Regions from separate parts of the Mus musculus genome. Here region 2 is linked to region 1. A link is a contact called in public capture Hi-C data. All regions are on one chromosome and are shown on one strand. Each heading gives the region's core, a stretch centred on a gene start, on an enhancer-like site or on the middle of the called end of the contact. The rest is flanking DNA. Distances are from core to core; before and after follow the strand shown.

What was found. Capture Hi-C pulls out chosen DNA fragments and counts their contacts.
Region 2: a contact with region 1 is called in a capture Hi-C map of embryonic stem cells, with 2.6 times the contacts expected there. The contact joins two enhancer-like sites. A contact is called at or near these places in 1 of 484 Hi-C or Micro-C datasets (embryonic stem cells), 1 of 115 datasets of contacts at active chromatin or transcription factors (epiblast stem cells) and 1 of 9 other capture datasets (embryonic stem cells).

Annotation. Positions count from the first base shown.
Region 1 is chr12:31,290,855-31,297,666 of GRCm38.p6, forward strand. It overlaps Lamb1 (laminin B1), which reads left to right. Exons shown (of 33, transcript NM_008482.3): 13 at 6,772-6,812. Among named protein-coding and RNA genes, the nearest start is that of Lamb1, 29 kb to the left of the region's middle. Within about 2 kb of position 3,112, at least 68 of the 459 cell types and tissues checked have an H3K27ac peak or open chromatin away from gene starts, as enhancers often do. A contact at or near this core is called in embryonic stem cells, where this site is marked.
Region 2 is chr12:31,932,770-31,939,581 of GRCm38.p6, forward strand. It overlaps Cog5 (component of oligomeric golgi complex 5), which reads left to right. Exons shown (of 23, transcript NM_001163126.1): 23 at 4,408-4,861. Hbp1 (high mobility group box transcription factor 1) reads right to left here. Exons shown (of 11, transcript NM_153198.3): 4 at 4,849-4,990; 5 at 4,401-4,512; 6 at 4,203-4,315; 7 at 1,516-1,672; 8 at 588-732. Among named protein-coding and RNA genes, the nearest start is that of Hbp1, 14 kb to the right of the region's middle. Within about 2 kb of position 4,467, at least 34 of the 459 cell types and tissues checked have an H3K27ac peak or open chromatin away from gene starts, as enhancers often do. A contact at or near this core is called in embryonic stem cells, where this site is marked.

The sequences.
Region 1 (6,812 bases), core at 1,862-4,361:
AGTGTGGTGCTCAGGTCATCAGACAGGGTGGCCTGTCCTTTAACCTGTGGAACGATCATAGGTTAAACATGTTACCAGAAACTTGCAAGGTTTCCATTTGTAAAACCTTTGTCTTACACTCATCCACATCTCTGTTTGCTATAGTGTTCGTATCTGTCAGGTGGGAAAACACTTGGTAATTTCCATCTTCCCTTTTTAAATGTGCTTCAGTGAAGCTCTCTGAAGACATGTCTTGATGAGTTATCAGTGATGAAACTGCTGAGCCAAATAGCATGCATGGTTTCATTTTCAGAGAGTGTCCTATTGTTCCAGACAGATTAAAGCAGCTGATTTCCCTTCTGTCTGTCACAGAAGCACTGGCTCCCCTGGCCCCAGCCTCGGCTAGTAGCAGCAATTGTTTCTCATTAATTTAATAGATGGAAAATAGATTCTCATTTGGTTGTGAGAATCTTTTCATTTTTTTTTCTTTATAACTTAAATCGGTTCACAAGTGTTCACAAGGTTTACACATTATTTTTAGTTCTTGAAATATGCTAGTGTTCTTGGAATTGATAAAACGTGTGAATCACTATGGAAATATATAATATGTGTTTAGCCGGTTGTTCTATGTCGTGGGAGTTGAGTTAACCACAATTGAGTCCAAAAAGAACTCTGGTCTCTGTCACTGGATCAGACTCAACATCTGGTGGGGAGAGTGTCAGTGACTGCAGGGACAGCTGTTTCCCTGTCCCCTCAGTCTTCCCTTAGAGAACATGCTGATTGTTTGAGCAACCTTGGTGTGCTCAGAACTTGACTCTCTGACAAGTTCATCTCCAACCTCATCGTCTGCTAGGAAGGCTTGAGACATGAGATCTCAAGAAGGTGTTCTCTGTGGTCTCTTTATTTGGGTTTGTTCTGTTTCAGAGTGTACTGGGGATGCAGTATGGCCTATGGCCTCTGGAGTACTCTTTTCTTAGAAACTCCTGAAGGGGAAGCAACTGAGATGATTTGATTCCATAGGTGTAGGGAAGGCAGGCTCTGGTCCACCAGTGTGCAATCCTGTCTCCTCCACTCGCAGCTGTCAGCCCAAGTCCTTCCTGAACAGATAGAAGTGGCCACCATAATTCAGGAATGCCTGGTGTTCCTTTATCCTTCATGGTCTCTGTTTCCTTGCTTTTTTCTCTATTGCACATACACTTCTGGTCTTGGTCTTCACTCTGGCCCATCTCAAACACCAGAGTATGTTCATCAAAAAACTCTTAGTGAGACCTTGAAAGCAGATGGTCCCCTGAGCTAGCAAGAGTGACAAGACTCACTGTTCTGTTGGGGCAGGGTGGGGGGCGGGGTTCCGCCTTTATAGATAGATACCTTCCAGCCCCGCAGCCCTACAGAGTCCTGTGGCAGTCACTTTCAGGAGTTGCTTAGGCTTGTCACTTAAACTCTGCACACACGTGTGTAGGTCAGAAGATAAGAGGGCAGTCTTCAGTATGCCGTGTCTCTCCCTCCACCATTAAGATCCTAGAAATGGATTTCAGATCAACAGGCACTCTACCCACTGATCCATATGACCAGCCGCCCCTCTCCCTTTTCTGTGGACACATAATACTGAATAAAGGTAGATTGAGTAAAAGAACTTGAGAAGCAAAAGGGTTTTAAGATGTAGTAACTATGTACATACTTCTTAGGTGAAGCATCTCTATGACTCAAACACCCTCTGGTTACTTTAACTAGGGGCAGAATCAAGTAAAAGATGCTTTAAGACATTTTGTACAGCTAGCCAAGTAGGATTTGAGTTGTACAGTAAAGACTTAGTCATCCATGGCTAGTAAGTAATGTTGACAATCTGAATTTTTAACTATTTCAAGAACTAAGATCTAATTGTTTTAAGTGATCTAACCAAAGCCAGGTTAATGAATTTTTGTCCAGACTGTTTGCTTTAATGAATGAATAAGCACTAGTGGCAATGGTTGCTAGACAAACAGAACTTTAAAATATCTCTGTAACATCCTTCCAAATGTTCTAGGTTAAATGTTGGTCCTTGGGTCAACCCTGGGCATCTGGCCTGTGGCCTGCTATGTCTTGGCAAGAGCTCAGAGCTATAGTTTCCGTCCTCCGTTGTGTCTTAGAAGGTGTATGCTATTTTAAGTTCTCAACATTGCCCTGATGTTCTTTTACATTTATTTATATTGCTCCGTGTCTACCGTGGCACCAGCTCTGTGAGGCGTGCAGACGCTCCATCAGCGGGGGTGTGTCTGTGTGTGTGTGTGTGTGTGTGATGAAATTTACCAACTGTGAAGCTAGAGCAGAGGTTACTAGACACTTTCCTCAGCTCACTAAATAACTGCGGTCTATCTAGCTTTTCGTTAGGTGCTGTGAGGGATGGACACTAAGGTTTAGGATAGCCTGCCTTCCTGTAAGGAAGCATAGTTGCGGTGGAGATGATGCTACCCAGAAGAGTGGGTAGTGTGGTCTCCCAGGTGAACCAGCTCTTGTTTGGAATCAATCGTGAAGGAGATAAAGGTGTTAAATACAGCCGTTGGCTCTGACCAATGTTGCTTTTTAATACTTTAAAAGTTTTCATTGTTAATAGAGAAAAGCTGGACTTGAACTCTTCCCGCGCATTCATTTGTAACTGAAAGCAATTATGTTTCCATTAGAACTTTTAAATGTCTGCATTTGTGAGAAATCTGTGCTAACTAATCTTAGCCTTGACCTATTGGGAAACCGAGAGACTGTATTAGTTTTTGATTGCTGCCAGAACAAATAACCACACTTTAGTGGCTGAAAACAGCATAGATTATCTTGCGGCTGGGTGGGGCAGCTGTCTCTAGATTACAGGCACACGCTGGTGTACTGCACTGCTTTCGAAGGACAATAGGGGCGAAGGTTTCCTGCTTATTCAGGTTTCGGGTGGTTTCCTTAAAGTTGCAGAGTGATCCTATTTTCTGCTGGATGTAACAGAAAGGCAAGGCTGTTCCCAGCCTCTAAAGGCATCCACATTCCATGATTCACGACCCCCTTCAAGCTCTTTCCTCAAAGCCATGACACCAGAGCTTTCTAACCCACTTCTCTGAGCCCATGTGGCTGGACTGAGTCCACCTAGATAATCCACGACCGTGTCACATCTATTTCAGGCTTCCTGCCCTTCATCATATCTGCAACGTGCTTTTTGCCATGTGAGGTCACGGACCAGCAGGTCCCTGGGAAGATAAACGTGGCTCAGAGCCTTCATTTTCTCTTATGTCATCTTTGTTACTGAGTGAACAAATAGACTCTATTTAGGTTACAGGAAAACTTGTCATGGGAGTGTGAAAACCCATATAGTGTTTCTGACAGGTGATGTTTGTTTGTTTTAATATAGACTAGTAAAGAATTTGGGAATGAGTTTTGAAAGCAGAATAAGGTTGATAGCCTTTTAGCTGGGAGGAAAAAGGGTAAAGGCAGGGACTGGTGAGCCAGAGGGTAAAAAGGTTAAGGGGTGGGGAAGGGTAGGTCATAGGGTAAAGGTTAAGGGTCAAATTTTTCTACTTCTTTGCTCTCCTCATTCACATCTTTCCCCTGCACATGAGAAACATCCTCCAAGCTTCAGGGCCACATCATCTAGGAAGCCTCCCTTAATCTTCTCCATCAGACACCCAGAGTGCTTTGCTCCTGGCTACATCTTGTCTTAGTTAATTGCTTCATTGCTTCTCTTCCCAATTAACTTCTAAGTTGAGGAGTGAGACATTCCTCGCTGCTCCACCCCATATTATTTACCCATAAATAATGGCCCCACCCAATGAACGCAGGGGTTGATTCAGAAGCAAATTAGAATGGAGTCAGAGCATGGGGCACCCATGCCAGCACGTAGTTTCCAGGGACAATATTTGTTCAGTAAATATTTGCTGAAGAGTACGGGGAGTGTGGCTCGTCTGAAAGCACAGGGCCGTGCCAGGAAGACTAGCAGCTGTTCTACAGAGCATGGGCTGTGGTGGAGCTGCAGCAAGCCAGGCAGACGCATCGTCCCTGGCATGACTAGGTGCAGAGAAACACTCGTGGGGCCTGTGGAGGCAGGGCCGTGGGGAGGCAGGCTGGGTAGTGATGGTTAGCATGGGAGAGCTCGGTGTAGAAAGATTTAGAATATGGTGGTATCATGACCTAAGAGAGGAGGCTGCTAAGTGCAGGGACATCTATCTTGAGATAAGACTTACATGTTTGGTTTGAGAAAGAAGTGTTATCTCACACCATGAGAAAGGATTTAAGCTCTGAGTGTTTAAGAAAGAAGGAGAAGGTGGTGCAAGTGAGGGAAGGAGCCGAGGCTGGAATTGCATAAGTGGAATTACAGCAGTTGGGCTCCTGAGCTGTAAGGATGAAGAACATCTGTGCGGAGACGGAGACAGCCCGGGGAGGCTCCGGAGACAGGAGTGTGGAATTGAAGCTCTGCTTGTCAGTAGCGGTGATTCCACTCTGTCACGAGTCTTTGTGATCAGCCACAGAGCTGCGAGAAGCAAGGTCTTTCTAGATCTTTCCTTGCGATCGTGTCTTCCTGGGATCGTTGTTCATTTAGAATTGTGCAGCCCAGAAACAGTCTCGTCTGTTCTCATCGATTTTTTTTTTTTTTTTCTAATGAGAGTGGGAGCTAGTGGCCTTTGGTGGTTCATGTCGTTCCTCGGGACACATCTGCAGTAGAGGAAGAGGGTCAATATGTATGCTGCAGTGTCTGGTGACTGGATTTCTGAAGAGTTGTTGGTGGCCAGAAGTGCTGGATCCTAATTAGAACAGGCTTTCCTTTCCTGGGAACTGGTTCTGTGGCTTTAAGAACTCCTAGTCCTGCGGGGTAATGACTTGTGGTGCAAGGGAGGGTGTCCACTGGCCGGTGACAGCTGGGTGAGATGTTTCAAGCAAGCTGGGGCCTGTTCTATGCTGGAGCTGCAGCTTGCCTGAGGCTTGAGGTCCCCTAAACTTTGGGAGTGGGCTTAAGTAAGGCTATAAATCACATTTTGACTTTTACTGCAGTGGAAATGGATGCCTGAAGCCAGGTGTGGGATTCGGTCTGAAATCCCAACAGGCAGGCTGAGGTAGGAAGATGATGGTGACTTCCAGACCAGCATGAGCCATTTTCTGAGACTCCCATCTTAAGGAAAATAAAACCAACAAGAGGATGCCCATCTTTGGGTTTCATCTGACTTATAAAATACTAGCATGGGAAGAATCAAAGAAATATAGAAACAAAAAACAAAAGCAACAACAAAACAAAAAAAGAAATATAGCAAAGGAAAACATAAATATATCAGTTTATACAGATAAATTTATTATCTAAAATAATAATATATTGTAAGAATTTATCTACCTTAATCTCTATTTTTTTCTAACTTTCCTTCATTCATTTGTCCACCCACTGGGCATACTCCCTGCATAGAGCACTAGGCTTGGGTGGATGTGGGCAGTTAGGCGTGAAAGCCCAGCCCCAGCCCTGAGGTTTCCAGTCCAGCTGCTGGTTAGAGATCTGCTAATGATTAAGATAAGGGAGAAAAAAAGCAACTGGGTTTTATATGCAAGTAAGGAAGAATCACATTCTCAGAACGAGTGGTAGGAGGAAACTAAGCCTTCTAGAAGTTGGTCTAGGCTCCGAGTAGGACCAGAAGGCTCAGTGCCTTCACTTTAGGGAAGTGGCAGGCTTCGTTGTAAATAGTAAGCCTACAGAAGTCAGTGGCACACACAGAAAGCTTGAATTGTGGACTGGACACTGTTGGTCAGGAAATAAATACCACAGCAGGAAAGTTGAATCTGTAGACACTCTGCTAGGATAGAGAGGTCATCCAGGCTAAAGGGACAGTCCGAGCCAAGGGAGGAGTCACAGTCACTAGTGCATTGAAAGTTGCAAGCCCTGCAGCTTGGTTGGTGAGGTCTGGGTTGACAAGGGTGAGATTTGAAGGTATAGCCCACCTGTGCATTGTGTCAGGAAATAACATCCTTAGTGCTTCCTAGAAGGGCAGTGAGGGGTAGACATGTGAAGGTGTTGTATTGAGGTTCGGTATTTGACAAGAATACCAATTAGAAAACTGGCCTTTGCTGACCGAGAGAACATAGCATGTCCAGTGGAGGGGAGGAACGCAGAAGTTGGTTCTTGGTGACTCAGTGTGGGGTGGGATGTCCTCAGCCCAGTGGAGAACACAGGAGGGAGGGAGACCTCTTTGGATCCATTGTTTTGAGGACTGCTGAGTCAAAGATGCCCATCAGGGAGTTGGGTATTCAGATACAAAAGGAATTGTAATTAAAAGCAGAAGTGGCCTAGGAAGATGTCTGGGTGGTTAATAGCACCGGCTCTTCTAGAGGAGCTGGGTTCAATTCCCACATGGCAGCTCACAGCTGTCTAAACTGCAGTCTCAGGGAATCCAATGCTCTCTGCTGGCCTTCTCCAGGACCAGGGATGCATGTGGTACGAACATACATGCAGGCAGAACAGCCATATATATGCATAAGATAAAGGAACAACAGCAACAACAAAGCAAAACAGCGTTTAAGATTCCAAAGCAAACAGTTTTGCAGTGTCTGCAGAAAGTGTTGATGTGGTGTAGCTGGAGCCTAAGGGAAGAGAGGAGAGTGAAAGTCCAGGCCACACAACACTCAGGATGATGTGTTAGTCAAATTTGGGATTTGTTTACAGATATTATTTTCCCCTGCATACTTTATTGTTTGAATGAAATATGAAAATATTGGCCCATGACAAGCCCAATAGTAAACTCAGAAGGACTTGTAGTGGGTTCGTCTGTGCCTACCGTAAGCCCTAATGAGCGCTTGCCTCCTCCTCAGCTGCTCCGAGGACTCCGGCCAGTGCTCCTGCCTGCCCCACA
Region 2 (6,812 bases), core at 3,217-5,716, 640 kb after region 1:
CTATCAATAAAAAAATCCTGTGTCATGAGAGTCTAACAAACTTCTCTGACAAAAACATTTCATACATTTGTATTATTTATTCCTGGAAGCTTAAGATATGCTGAGAGAAGACTCAAAAAAATAGGGCTTGTTATTTCTTCTGGGGTTTTCCCTTCTTTGACTGCTTCGTATCCTTTTGCCATCATAAACTGTGACATGAACATAGATGCATTTGTCTCATGAGTCCACCTAGTACAATCCAGTTTAGCAATATTGATATGGCCTGTGAACAATTCAGTTACAGAGCTATTTACATAATTTTATACTCATTTACAACAATTTATTTTATGAGCCAGCAAAATGAGTCTTTCTCAACTGCTCTCTATCATCTCTAACTGGACTGACAAGCTAACCAGCTTGCTTGGCAGAGCCCTTGCCTCCTTGTTCCCACTGCTGGAATCACAGGCAGGCCACTACAGGGGATGGGCATACTCGGATAGAAAGGGGGCCAGTGCCCAACCCCTTAAACCTTAGCTTTAGTTGGACTTCAGTTATAACTCAGCTATCACTAGGGAAGAAACTTTAACAGAAAAAAAATGCATCTTTACCTTTTAAATGTATCAAAAACACCTGAATCATCGAAATTAATGGCATCAGGGTGTCCAGGAGGTAGACATACGTCACCAATATGAATTTCACAACATGGAATGCCATGCTGTACCACAGTCAAGCTTGGATAAAATGACGACCAACCTAGAGTTAGACAACAGATGAACATGAGGAAAAAAGAACAAGTCTACTTAGGTCTGACACACCACGTCTCTCACTTTCAAATAAAACCATTGCTAGGATTAACACTTCTGTTTCAGCTATGTAAAAACCCCCACAACTAGTTTAATTCAGTATTTTATTTATAAACCTCTATCAGATACTGACCACTTTTAAACATCTGCAAAAACACTGAAGTAATAAACTATGAAATAGCCTACAAATTAATAAATTATGCTTTACACGGTATTTCTGTAGTAAAGCTCTAAAGAGCAACTCTGGCTTAATAGGTAAATACAAACAAAAATAATGACTACCAAGCCCACCACTTCTCACATTATACCTGAGAGCTTACAGTATGCTACATGAATGACATTTCTCATGCACATGGCAACATTTTTTCTGATCATGGCTAAGGTACTTAAACACTATTAAATATAACTGTAAACATCTGTTGAATTTTATTTGGTTTGAAATAAATTTTCATTATTTTTCTTAAAGCCACAAAATGTAAGAAGTTTTCTTTAAAGTTTTTATCAACTCGGAGCTAAAGATGGCTCAGCAGTTAAGAGCACTGGCTGACCCTGTCTCGAAAAACAAAAACAAAACAAAAAAGCACTGGCTGGTCTTCTAGAAATCTGGGGTTCACTTGGCAACTCACAACCAGTTGTTAACTGAAGTACCAAAGTATCGGATATCCATGCAGGTGAAACACGCACAAATATGAAAATAATAGTAAAGTTGGTATAAATTCAATTGAAGCCCTACCTTTATTTTTAACATAGAAAGGGTGGTCCAGCTTGCACTCTACAGTGAGCAAGCCATCTTCTACTGTACCAGGATCAAATGTCAACTTCAGTACAGACTCACCGAATGACACACTCTCTTCATGGGATAACAACTTTAGACCATCAGACCCATAGCCCTGAAAGCATATGCATGGACTAAATAAATTGGAAACATTCCATTCAACAGGGAAACTCCCAATATATGTCTGGATTGGAAAAGGTAAATTTAGTCAGTATCTCCAGCTTTAAAGTAGTTTCAACCAAGCAGTAAAGAAACACACGTATCATGACCACAGAATATGTATCAGATTGAGATAATATGCATTTTAATCCAAATATAAGTAATATGAAGTTTAGTAAACAAAGACTATCTATGATAGACTAAGGAGGACTTTGAAGTGAGATGTAAAAGATAAAATTTAGAAAAAGAAAATGCCTAGGCTAAGAATAGTTGCATGTGCTGGACGTGGTGGCGCACGCCTTTGATCCCAGCACTCGGGAGGCAGAGGCAGGCGGATTTCTGAGTTTGAGGCCAGCCTGGTCTACAGAGTGAGTTCCAGGACACCCAGGGCTACACAGAGAAACCCTGTCTCAAACAAACAAACAAACAAACAAAAAAAGAACAGTTGCATGTAACTTCTTTGAGTAGTGCTAAGTAAGTAGTAGTGCTTAAAAACAACAACAACAAAAAAAGAAAAAAGGTTAAGTTTAGACTTACGCAAATAAGGCTGAAAATGGGACAGTTTGTAAGTTTGTAGAGGGCAAGATGAAATCTCACTCAGGAGGTGTTGGTGGTAAGACAATGGAAGTATTTTTATTAATGTGGTTGTCAATTTTCAGATCATGATGATGAAAAAGGGACTCTACTATGTTATTATTTTTAAAGGTGTATCGTATTTGTGGGTGTACAAGCTCTAGTAGCTGTATGTGTAGGTACTACTCTAGCCATCTTTCTAGCCCTGCATTTTAATTATTTGAGGTTATGAGATACCCACTGTACATCTTGAGTCCACAACTGATGAGAGAAGAACCAGATGAAACTTAAATTCAGTGGGCATTTACTGAGTAACACATGTCAGGTGGTGGGCTTACAGAACACATGAACAAGGTGAAAAGAAAGAAACCAGTGTCTACCCTTGCATTCACAGAAAAAGACACATGACTGCAGCTAGCTACAGCACCCAATTGTATACTAGGTGATCAACACATAATGGGTTAACAATGCTGTGAATACTATGGAATAGAAAACTGAATATGAAGGGATGAGAAGGAACATAATGAAAGACAGTTTCGTAGTTTTGAATGTGGTCTGCAAAAATATTTTAAAGGAATTTTAATTTAAAGAAATACTTAGATAGGCAGAAATTAGGAATGAGATGTACCCCAAGTCATACTGAGTGTGAAAAATTGATCATGGCTCACTAGTGAGGTCTAACATGCAGGTGGAAAAGTAGAGGGCAGATTAACAAATAGTCAAAATTAGTTTTCTAGGGCTGGAGAGAAGGCTCTTTTGTTAAGAGCACTGGCTGCTCTTCCAGAGGATCTGGGTTCAATTTCTAGCATCTACATGGTGGCTTATAACTGTTAACTCTACTCCAGGGGATCTGACACCCTCACACAGACATGCTCATGAAGGCAAAACACCAATGCACATAAAATAAATACTAAATGTTAAAAAAATTAGCCTTTTTTCTTAAAGCTACTAAGATTTTAGCCTGCGTTTACATTACATATCAGGATGCGAAGGCCCAGATGATTAAAGTCGTTCACATAAGACTTGCTGGAGTACACACTGAGTTCAGAGTGCTCTCTACAGAGATGCCGCCTGGATGCTGCTGTCAGTGCTCCAGTCACTAGGGCTATGAAGAGGAAGACACTGCAGCAATAAGCAATGGACTGAGAACTAGGGTACTGCTGCTGTGTAAACTAAGGGACAGCAATGTCAGGAAGTAGTTCAATGAGCAAATGTTGCAGAGATTTCAAAACTAGGAGACAAATTTTGTGTAAAGTAGGAGAAGCAAAATCAGACTGCACACTTTACTAAGAAAAGAGTAACACCAAGATGAAGACACCATGCTCAAGATAATCAACTTTTTCTCAAAACTTGACAGGAGACAGGAAGCTCCAAGAAGGAATTTTCAATTGGTATTTTATATTATCCCATTTTGCTTATTTATTCATTTATTTATTTTTCCCTGCAACAGAGATAGAGAAATGAAAAGTTTTAAAAGTAAAATGTGTCAACAGATATTTATTCTAATGTTGCTTACCACTGTTTTTACTTATAAATGTAGAAAATGAGAGTTTCCTGGGGTCATTTAAGAAGTAACCTCAAACTCTCAATTAACCATGGAAGACATGCACTGCATTATATACTTAAGAACTGAAGGTTTGAATTAGTTTACTATTTGTCTTTAAGGCTAGTCTAGTTTTCCAGAACAAGAGCATTTAAAGCATAAAGCTGCCAAGTCACACAGACCGCACACCTTAGAAGCATGGCTGGGAAGTGCTAGTCATGGTTCTGCCCACCATGCTAAGCACTGGGCGGTCTCACTCCCTACCCAGAGGGCAAGGTGCCATTTAAATAGGAATGCAAGTAGAGCGTTCCTCTAGATTAACCCTGAAGGTTGACCAGTTTGAAATTCTTTAGAAGGATTTTAAATGAACCTTGTGAGTGCCCATTTGGATCTCTTCCTCATTATCACAGCTGGCGGCTCTAGCAAAGTCTTCCACATCTTGCCATTCCTTATTGCTTTCCTTATGGAAGCACAGCCGCGTGCCTGAAGTTGAATTAGAAAGAAGGGATCAGATTACAAGCCTGCTGTGCTACCAAGGCAGCTGCAAATCATTTAAGTACTTCTTTACCTTTCAGAAAGCAGTGCCAAATGGTGGATGGCCAGGAATTGCACCAGCCCAGATCATCATCATCTGACAGGGAGGACATACAGAAAATGCCTGACTCTGACTCACTGTTTGCCTGTACAGAGAAAACAGAAACTTCTGTTTTGTTATTTTTAAAAGATCTTTTAATACCTCTTTTAAACTCGAGCTTTCAAATAAATATAACTTAGTTGTAAGATTAAGGAAAGTAAGCTTTCACTATTGAAGGACTTTTTTTCTTGAAGTTTTAAATACTGTCATCTGTAATAAATTTTCTTAAAAATAGAAATACAGAATCAAATGCATATAATGAACAATGAAATATTTTTGTGCATCTGTATGTTCTTCAAAACAATCTCTCAGATTGGGGAAAGGTAATGTTTTCAACCACTGTATAAACTTTGTAGAAGTTTGACTTCATGAATAAACTCACCCTTTCATGTCTTACTGGTGTTTCTTCCTTCCAGTGGTCATGAGGGAAGGCTGGCCCACTTTTTGAAGAAGAGGACACTGGTGGTGGGCGTGCATAGGAATGTAAACTTTTGCTAGTAGCTATGATGTGTACAGGAGATGATCTAAAATAAAGCAGTTTTTATTATCAGTGTAGGCAGGTCCATAACGAACATCTTTTCTCTTGATAACAGCATATTGCTAATGCTGTTACACAAGAGACAACTATGGAAAGCTCTAGTAAAGACAGCAAGCTGTCCCTTGAACTTATCATTAACCTTCCTCATATATAAACTCACTGGTATATGTTAAAGTGTTCTTTCTTATCGAAGACTCATCACATTTTCTTAAGCTTTTTAAAAATCAAAAGTGGCAAGGAACTTGGGATTTTCCTGCCCCAAGGTCAGGGATTGCATGTATGTACACTACACCTGATTCCCATCTCTTTTATTCCCATACAGATAAATATGCATATCATTATGAAGTAAATACCCATCTATTTCTTAACTCCGAAAACTCAACAGTACTAACCTGGCCAGCCATGTATCACTGGGTGAACTGCCTTAAGTAAAACTACAAATAGAAAACAGCCTGCTTGCCGGGCGTGGTGGCACACACAATTAATCCCAGCACTCGGGAGGCAGAGGCAGGCAGATTTCTGAGTTCGAGGCCAGCCTGGTCAACAGAGTGAGTTCCAGGACAGCCAGGGCTATACAGAGAAACCCTGTCTCAAAAAACCAAAAGAAAAGAAGAGAAGAGCCGAGCCTGTTTCCATTTGTAAGAAGACACTGTTTCTGTGAGTTACACATAAGCATACAGATGTACCGTCACTTTCCCACAAGGATCACTTACACACTGGCTTCCTTCCCTAGCAAAGTCTCTACTGAGCAGTGCTCTTTCAAGCCCAGCAGGGATCCCAAGGACACACTAAGCTCAGAAGGCTTTAGACACCAACCTTCAGTAATTCACACAGTTAACAGCTCATGAGTACTTGCACAGGTCATCACGAACAGTGATGTAAAACAGGGAAGAAAGCAGGACTGGTGAGCAGCAGAGAAAACACCTCCAAGAATAAAACTACACCCCGGGGTACAGTCCCTTAACTTCTGCATTTATAATCATTCTCCTCTTGGCTTACTACTTCCCATGAGCCTCCCTTTCTCTGCAGTATTACAGAGAAACTCATGTTTTTATCCTGCACATGCTCAGTAAACTCTCTTCTACAGAGCTGTGCCTCAGCCCTTCTATAAACTGTAACCTGGATGTGAAGATGAAAGAATGGTAATACTTAACATCAGGGTAGCTTATTAGTAAAGTTCTTCCCAGCCTGCAAACTGCCCTAGGTTAAACAGATTACTGTGAAAAAGAGGAATATAGAGGAAATGATACTCTGAAAGAGAAATTTCCTTCCCTATGGAAATTTACACAGAATTTAACTGAATTGAATTGCTCAATCAAGACCAATCTCCTGCAAAATAGACAAGCATACCTTAACAGAATGCAAGGTAGCTAGGCTTTCATGTTTATATCATGTGTAGCACAATATTGTACAACTGGGGACCAATACCAAAGTCCAGAGTTCCTTCTACTTGGCTAGCATAGTCTCATCTAATTCTTCCAACAGAGTGAAAACTGGGGCATTTCTCCAAGCTGTTATATTTAGTAAAATGATACTTACTTAGGTCTCCCTAGGAATACCAACTGGGATTTTCCATAGTTTCAATGCAGATTAACCCATTTTCTTGACCTTTGGTCTAGATGAAGTAATTTTATTACTGGGACTCTAAGGTGGTTTTTGTTTAATGTTTAGATTTACTTCCATTACGTATATGAGTGTTTTGCTGGATTGTCAGCGCACCATGTGCGTGCCCGGTGCCCAAGTAGATCAGAAGAGGGCATCAGATTCCCTGGAACTAGAATTAACAGAGGGCTGGATGTAAACTGCCA